Linked DNA regions of Mus musculus: regions 2 and 3 are each linked to region 1. The links are chromatin contacts, called in public promoter capture Hi-C maps. All regions are on one chromosome and are shown on one strand. Each heading gives the region's core, a stretch centred on a gene start, on an enhancer-like site or on the middle of the called end of the contact. The rest is flanking DNA. Distances are from core to core; before and after follow the strand shown. Region 1 holds the start of Dupd1 (dual specificity phosphatase and pro isomerase domain containing 1). Region 2 overlaps Adk (adenosine kinase). Region 3 overlaps Adk (adenosine kinase).

What was found. Promoter capture Hi-C pulls out the DNA fragments that hold promoters and counts their contacts.
Region 2: a contact with region 1 is called in a promoter capture Hi-C map of cranial neural crest. The contact joins the enhancer-like site here to the promoter of Dupd1 in region 1. A contact is called at or near these places in 8 of 39 promoter capture datasets (the C10 cell line, the HPC-7 cell line, cranial neural crest and 5 more), 6 of 115 datasets of contacts at active chromatin or transcription factors (cardiomyocytes, double positive thymocytes, embryonic basal ganglia and 1 more) and 1 of 9 other capture datasets (liver).
Region 3: a promoter capture Hi-C map of embryonic stem cells shows a contact between it and region 1, with 2.6 times the contacts expected there. The contact joins the enhancer-like site here to the promoter of Dupd1 in region 1. A contact is called at or near these places in 11 of 39 promoter capture datasets (the C10 cell line, cranial neural crest, embryonic stem cells and 5 more), 4 of 484 Hi-C or Micro-C datasets (the AML12 cell line, bone marrow-derived macrophages and embryonic stem cells), 2 of 115 datasets of contacts at active chromatin or transcription factors (embryonic basal ganglia and embryonic stem cells) and 2 of 9 other capture datasets (adipose tissue and liver).

What each region holds. Positions count from the first base shown.
Region 1 is chr14:21,713,205-21,715,933 of GRCm38.p6, reverse strand. It overlaps Dupd1 (dual specificity phosphatase and pro isomerase domain containing 1), which reads left to right and starts at 1,358. Exons shown (of 4, transcript NM_001013826.2): 1 at 1,358-1,425.
Region 2 is chr14:21,310,912-21,313,640 of GRCm38.p6, reverse strand. The region is part of intron 6 of Adk (adenosine kinase); the gene reads right to left. Among named protein-coding and RNA genes, the nearest start is that of Gm52152, 110 kb to the left of the region's middle. Within about 2 kb of position 1,395, at least 33 of the 459 cell types and tissues checked have an H3K27ac peak or open chromatin away from gene starts, as enhancers often do.
Region 3 is chr14:21,432,844-21,435,572 of GRCm38.p6, reverse strand. All of the region lies in intron 10 of Adk (adenosine kinase), which reads right to left. Among named protein-coding and RNA genes, the nearest start is that of Gm52152, 16 kb to the right of the region's middle. Within about 2 kb of position 1,357, at least 22 of the 459 cell types and tissues checked have an H3K27ac peak or open chromatin away from gene starts, as enhancers often do.

The sequences.
Region 1 (2,729 bases), core at 109-2,608:
GTCTCCCCACGGATTCCTAGGGCCCTTGATGGAAAAGGTTAGGATGCTCCCCTATCCTGTTGTTCTACCCAGAGAGATTCTCCTGCCTCTGCCTCTTGAGTGCTGGGATTAAAGATGTGAGCCACTATGTCTAGCAAAATATAATGTATGAAGGACTGAGAGAGTGGAGAAGCCCGCCATTTGTCTAGTTCACCGCTTAGGGTCTTGCTCACGGAGGTGATAATCAACAGTCCCTCTATATCCGATGCTTTTCTCATCCTGACACCTTAAACGGTTTGCTTTTGCTCACAGTTGGGGGGATATGGTCTACCAAGGTGGGGACGGGATGGTTTGCTGGCAGCTCATGATAGATGGGAAACAGAGTGCTCCATCTGAGTTAGATATGGCATACCCGTCAGACCATCACCACACCCTACCCCTCCTTGCCCAGTGACTCTCACTTTCTCCAGCCTCGGCCCTACCTCTTAAAGATTCCACAATTTCTCAAAACAGTTCCACCAGCCTATGAAAAACATTTCATACTCAAATCATAACAGTCCTCAAATTCTTCTCTTGGCTCCATTTGACTTTACTACATCTTTCGTCTTAGATGCTAAGAAATGTTTCTCTCATTGGTCTATCGTCAATCCATCTACATAGTATCTGGCTATCTTAAACAACTCTCTCTCTCTCTCTCTCTCTCTCTCTGTGTGTGTGTGTGTGTGTGTGTGTGTGTGTGTGTGTGTGTGTGTGGTGCACAGGCTCATAATTACATAAGAGGGTAGAATTGTGAGCACTGTCCTCACTGAACTCCAGAAAAGCTGGGGACTTGGGGGTTGTTTTGCAGGAAGTGCTACCTGCACAGTGTTTGCCCACAGGGACTCTTTCTCAGGGATTCATCGATCATTCTTCGTGATGCGATGTCCATTCCATCCATCCCCAAGAGATAGCTCTCCAAACTCTCAGAGAGAGCTGCGGTAGAGGGCAGAGATCTTCATGCTGTGAACCCTGAGGCCTCCTATGGCTCTGTGTCAGCAGGCAACCCTCCCATCCCCGGCCCCCAGCCCGGTCATCATTCTGAGACAGAGCCCTTAGAGGGCCTGCAGACACCTCGCTTCATCCAGTGTAAGAAAACAAAGCTGGGGAATTACCCATCTGTCGCCATCCTGGCGGCCACATGTCCTGTATCTGTGGCTGAGCCAGAGACAAACATGTGGCCTCCAGGTACAGGACTGCTTGAGTCAAGGGTTTCAGGTCACACTGGGGAATCATTTTGCAAACAAATGCCACGGGTCTCCTCTCACACTGGACAGCATGCAAGGTCAGTGTCAGCAGATCTGACCCTAAAAATAGGCCCTCTGAGCTGCTCTGGAGGGTTAGTGTAAGGCTGCCACACACCCTTCGGACTGGTACCTCTTAGCCCAGCCAGGCACTTGGGGCACACAGGTAAGGCCCTTGAATGGGAAGACTATTGCCTACGGGGTGTAGCCAAGCGTTCTTTAAGAAAATGGCTGTGGGGATTGGAAATCTTACTTCCACAGTTTCTGAAGCTGTAGAGAACATCCTTTTAGTACGAAAGGCTCCTTGCTATCCCAGCATTCAATAGAGGCAACACTGAATTGCTTTCTCGTTTCTTGTCTCTAAATTATGAGTTCCTGTGATGATTTCTAAGGGATAACCTAATGGGTTAAAGCTCTTGGGTCCCGTCTGAGCCTTTGGATGCTCTGTATGGTATTCATATCATGGAGCAGGGGAAATAGAGGCATCAGATTCCCTCGGATCATGTGTAGGGCAGCACAAATTACAAACGCTACTCAAGGCTCCAGTGTCCTGGCAATCTTAAGCCTCATTCAAAGTAAGATACTCTTTAAAGAATTTTCCAATCCTGAGGGGAACATGGGCTGGGGATGGAAGCACCCCAGTGGAGATGAGGAGGCTGGGTGATGGAGAGATGGAGCTATTCGCCTATGACAGCACCATATGAGGTAGGAAGGGAGAGGATAACCCGTACCTCAGACCAGGCTCTCCCATTAGATCCAGTGCTCTTGTCCCGTGGCCCCAGTAGTCACTGGTAGGCTTGGAATTCAATAGCTGTTGGGACTACAAGGCACTGACAGTTCAGAAGCTGAAAGTACCCTGAGAAGGGGACATGAGGGTCGAGTGTGAAGAGGCCACCAGCCCCTGGGGGACCCTCACGTGTCACATTCTTTGTGCTGCTTTGCTATTTCCCCGGTGGCCCCTCCTTGTTCTCACTGTATGGGTCCTATGGACAATTTGGAAGACTCTGACATTTAGTGGCAGCAGGACTGGAGGGGCTTCTGAGGGAGTACTCTGGGCATGGAGAAGGTAGGAGGTCAGAGGAGAATTAGGGAAGGCCAGGCAGCACGGAAGCTACCTCAGGAGCTAAGGCAGGTCTGCTAAGGAACAGAGGAGAGGCAATGGTCTCTCACCATCAGTGGGCCAGATGTCTTGGCTGAGGGTGTTTCAGGCCTGGGGTAACAGCTGGACTGGAGATAGCACTGGGGTCCGTGTGAAGGTAGACTTCGTGTGCCTGACTACTTTCTATCCCATGATAAAGAGCAGAGGGCTGTGCTAAGGCCCAAGGCTGGACTTTGGGCTTCGATTTGTTTGCTTTCTTCCTAAACTACGAGACTTAGCAGCTTGCACTTGGGGACAGGACGGGGCTCCTTTCAGCAGCCACAGGACTTTTGCAAGTGTTTCCTTGTGCCCAGTACCCTACTGTTGTTGTT
Region 2 (2,729 bases), core at 146-2,645, 400 kb after region 1:
CTATATATCCAGCAAAGTCTTGGGATTTTGTAGTTACGGATGTCTGTTTATCCAGTTAGCTCTGTGTGTCTCTCCCTGTAAACAACTCAAAAGTCAGTTTACATATTTACAGATGGAAAAAATGCTTATCAGAATTAAAAACACAGGGGGATACCTTCATTCATTACAAACAAAAAAAAAAAAAAACAAAAAAAAAAAAAAAGGGAAGATTGGGGTAGAAGACCATTTTAGCAAAGCTTGGTTTACTGCCTAGAAATCTTAACCACTCTAAGGGATTTCTCAGGGTATTTTAAATATAGTTTAAAAAAATGAAATATACAAAGACAAAGGGAAACAATTTTTTTCTTCACCAGTATTTACTTCACTTCAGAGTCATTATTTGGGATTCTTTTAAAATGTCTTTACCTAAGAATGTAAGCTTCAGAATGATATCCATTAACGGTTATTTGAGGTATGAAACATATATGTGTGTGTACACAGACACTTATATAAGTTTTTATTGATTCAAAGAAAATAGAATAATAGGGGTGTTGGTGAATGCCTGCAATCCCAGCATTCAATAGGCTGAAGCAGGGGGTTCAAGAACACAAATATGGTACCATGTTCACAGAAGTTTCAAGGCCAGCCTGGGCTAAACAAGACCTTGCCAGAAATAAAACATAGAAGTATACAGAGTGACAGTGACTCTGACTAAATGGACATACTAAGACAAACTGGGATGGGAAGGGAGACCTTTGCCTGTGCTATCATGAAATACTGATCAGGGTATCCTAGGAGGGCAGAAGCAAACGATGTCATTTTATAATACTGAGTCTCATCTGTGCCTACCTAGTCCTAAAGCAAATACATGCCGGCATTAAGACGTATGCAGTGGTAGCTGAGTGGTTCAGCATCCTTCTGCACTTCACATAAAGAACAAGCAAACACTCAGCTTGGCTGATTGCTAGGGACTTGTAGTTTATCCCCACCTCCAGACACATAGCCATATGAATTCTCGTTTGATCACAAGTTTTTTGTTTTTGTTTAAATATAGACTCTATAACAAAAGAAAAGTAAATACCATACTTCTCAAGTATGAAATTATTTCCAAGGACAGAACTAAAGAAATACTGTCTTAAACATATTAAGATCCTCGCTCACTCAAACAGAAGACTGGGAAAGGTGGCAAAGGAAAAATAAAATAAATAAATACATCAACTCTGTAAAGAACCTGAGAAATAGCTGGGCAGGATGTTCTGTTTTGAGTCTGAGGTCTTCCTAGGCTATGTCCTGGCCCTCTTTGGCCAGTCTGACTCATCTCCCCAGATTGAACTTCCTAGTAAAGTCCAATGTAGATAGACAAAGGCTCTTTTCTAACAATCAACAATGTTTAAGGCGTTGAAAGGTGGAGCTGGGATGGATCTCAAGGCCAACCACATCTAGGCCAGAGTCCTCTCGGTGAGCAGCAGTCCTAGCCTGAAGCAGCATACAGAATGCTGCTGAAGAGTAACCGGCAGACTTAGGAAGGATCTGAAAATACACACAGGGAGTAGTCAACAAACTCTAGTCCTGACAACTTGCTTCTGTGCTGGATCTGAAATATCTCCCCACATGCTCATGACTTTGAACATGTCACTTCCTCCTGGAAGTGCTGTTACATGTCAGACACAGGCCTGCCTAGGAGAGAGGTCAATAAGATCAGGCACTTGAAATACACCCACTGCAGCCGGGCGTGGTGGTGCACGCCTTTAATCCCAGCACTCTGGAGGCAGAGTCTGAGTTCGAAGCCAGCCTGGTCTACAAAGTGAGTTCCAGGACAGCCAGGGCTACACAGAGAAACCCTGTCTGGAGAGAGAAAAAAAAAAAAAAGAAAAAAGAAAAGAGAAGAGAAGAGAAGAGAAGAGAAGAGGAAAGAAATACACCCACTGCATTTTGACCTGTGCTTTCAGCTTGTGGGTTTCTGAGTAGTCAAACCAAAGCAGGTCAAAACAAACAAACAAAACCCAAAGCAAAACTAAAGCAAAACCCTAAGAAACAGACTACCCTTAGCTGGGACATTTTATGTTACAATGAAATACATTATTACCCTGCCTTTTAAAAATGTTTGAATGTTGCTATTATATTTAAACTACAAATGTAGTTTATAGCATCTCCAGAGGAAAAAGGCTGTTGTAGGGAATATTTTGCAGACATTACAAAGGATGAGAGTTAAGCAGTAAAGGTAACATTTCATGGTCCATATGTGTTTAATCAAACATGACAAAGGTAGTATATGTACTGTTAGTGTGATTACAAACTGTATAATATCAATGTAAAATAAATGGCAATGATGGCACATGCCATTAACCTCAGCACATGGGAGGCAGAGGCAGGTGGATCTCTGTGAGTTCGAGGCCAGCTTGGCCTACAGAGGGAGTTCCAGGACAGCCAGGACTACACACTAAAATAAAACCCTGTCTTGAAAAACATAAACAAAACAAAACAAAAGAAACGATGAGAAGGGATTCATGAAGAGAGCTGGATGCTGCTGCTAATTTATTTTAAAAATTAGTGATATGGTTACTTATGCTGGAGATGAACCAGAGTTAGTTTGTTCGATTGAAATGAATATCTACACAGTCAGAAGACATTTATAAATACCGAGAATATTAATTCAATAAACAAGAGTAAGTACAGATAAACGGCTGAGGATAATTCTACATTTCTTCTTGCACAAGGCTCAAAAAGGAACAAGCTAAATGTGCAATTAG
Region 3 (2,729 bases), core at 108-2,607, 280 kb after region 1:
CAATGCCTTCTTCTGGTGTGTCTGAAGACAGCTACAGTGTACTCATATACATAAATAAATAAATCTTTTAAAAAAAAGAAAGAAACAGAACACGGTATGGGTGCTTTCATGCGCGTGGTCACGGTGCAGGACAAAACACTTGAGAGCCCTCCAGAAGTTGGCGCGTGCATTTTGTCTTCCTTAGAGCTATGTCTTAATTATATCTGAATGCCTTACCAATTCCATAAGGCTGACTTTCCAGGAAAATCATGTACAGCTCTCTGTCCTCGACTGGCTTTGGCTCTGATGGGTCTAATTACCATAATGAGAGAAGTCAAAGGTATCTGTAGCCATTACATTCATGCATTTAACCTTGGGATCCTGTTCTACCTGAAAACACCATTCAAAGTTCTGAGTTATTACTACTAGGGGAAACTTTTAATAAAAGCTAATTAGCTACAGACCCCACCCCCAACGGTTAACTGATTTTTAGGGGTTAAATTTCTGCTACCTCTAATTATCCTCTGATGGCTTTCCTTGGTGTCTCAGAACCCTGACAGATGACAACGAAACACTGCAGTGAAATCCACCCACCCTGACGCTGCGCTAAGCATCAGCCTCTCCAAGTAAAATCAATACTCTGTTTGAGTAAACACGTTTACAGCTTCATTAGGGTGTCTTGCTTGTTCTGTAACAGCTACTTGAAGCCGTGGTAACAAATCGACTCAACTCGGTTAAACCTAGAGAGCTGGGTAAGAGGCCCATCGATAAGGTTGTTATAAAAATAAACTGCAGGAGATCAGAAAGCTGGAGCAAACAGCCTGGTAAATGTCAATATTTCCCCTTGCAGAGGAGGACAGCAGTGGCAGCGAGATCACATGCAGTCTTTTTCCTCCCTCAACAATGCTTCTTGTTTCAGCTGGATAAAGTGTTTCTACTTTTTGTGTGCAGCTTCTCTGAAGGATATTCTACTTTCTAAGTCCCCTGTTAACCGTGAACAGGAAATTGACATAAATACAATTTTTCATAACTTTTCAGATTGCTTCTTTAGAGAAATATTTCTGTCTTAAACTGACTTTATTAAATGACCTTAATCAAGTTATTTGGAATACTTGTGGCAATACAGTCTCACCTTCCTTTTATTAATGAAACTGTCATCATTTACATTTTGCAATTTCAATAGAATGTTCACTTTTGAAATAGTTTCCATGAGACTGATGTTGTGCCTTGAAAATTAGGCCTTGGATGTTCCTGCGCTTCATAATAGCAAACACTCTTGGCTTTAGTGGCAACATATATGCAATGTCTGCTACCCATTAGGAGCGAGCTTGCATCATGGGTAAGCTTTAGCAAAGCGGGACTTAGATCCCCTCATTGCGATGTCCACAGGTTGCTCAAAGAACTAACATCTGGCAGGAAATTCCTACTTCTTCTATTTGGCTAGCTCAGACTATCCAGATGTGAAAATAATGGTCTCCCTGGCACGAGGAATACTCACTCATATGTAACCCTTCCTCTCTTACTTCCTTTGCAGTCTAGTCAGTAGAATTTTATTCTACAACACAGCTACCAACTAAGGATAAATTCATGTAACTTGTCTGTATATTAGAAGACAAACTTTTCAGGGAAAAAGAAATCAACAAACACTGAGTGTTCAATTAACATAAAAAGCTACGGTGGGGGGCTGGTGAGATGGCTCAGTGGGTAAGAGCACCCGACTGCTCTTCCAAAGGTCCGGAGTTCAAATCCCAGCAACCACATGGTGGCTGACAACCATCCGTAAGGAGATCTGACTCCCTCTTCTGGAGTGTCTGAAGACAGCTACAATGTACTTACATATAATAAATAAATAAATCTTAAAAAAAAAAAAAAAGAAGCTACAGTGTCTACCAAGGTTAGGTCTGGCACGGCAGGTACTTACACAATGAAAACCGAAGTTTAACTCGTGTGTATTGGTGCAAGGGCTGACCTGTACAGGAAGTGGACTGAAAGCAGGCATCCTGTTGTGACAGCTCAGCACAACACACGTGCTGATCATAAAGCATTTACAGAGAGGTAAGGGTATACTATACACATGGTCTTTACCTTAGCTATGAAGCTTCAACATTCAGTGCCTATACTGAATATCAGTGCCTCCATGGGGCTCATTTCCTCTTCACTATGGCTATAAATGGATACCTGTTTAGTTCTATCACCTGCTGTGTGGGATGTCTGAAATAAAAACAAATCCCTGGCCCTAGGGATGTGAGAGCTCGCCAGAATGAACAAGGCCCAGGGTTTGACCCCATAAGCCGAGTATGTTGGTGCTCCTGTAATTCAAGCACTGGACAAGCGGAGGCAGGAAGATCAGGAGTACAAGCTACTTCTGGGCTGCCCAGTGAATTTAGAACAGTCTGGACTTCACAAAATCGTCACTCAAAGAGATGAAGAGGCCTGGTCTACAGAGTGAGTTCAAGGACAGCCAGGACTACACAGAGAAACCCTGTCTTGAAAAACCAAAAAAGAGATGATGAGGAGGAAGAAGAGGAGAAATAGCCACAGCAGCCACCCACTGTGGCTGAGGTATAGATCAGCTATAGAAGCAAAGTCATGGATGCTGGTATAACACAGTAGATGTGTCTACATTCAGATGCTCTAATTCATAAGCACGGAAACTCATTATAGCACTTTATACATTGTAGTAGCTTATGGCTGATGATTCCTCCTAGCAAGATGATCCTAAATACTTAAATGTACTAAATGACAAATTA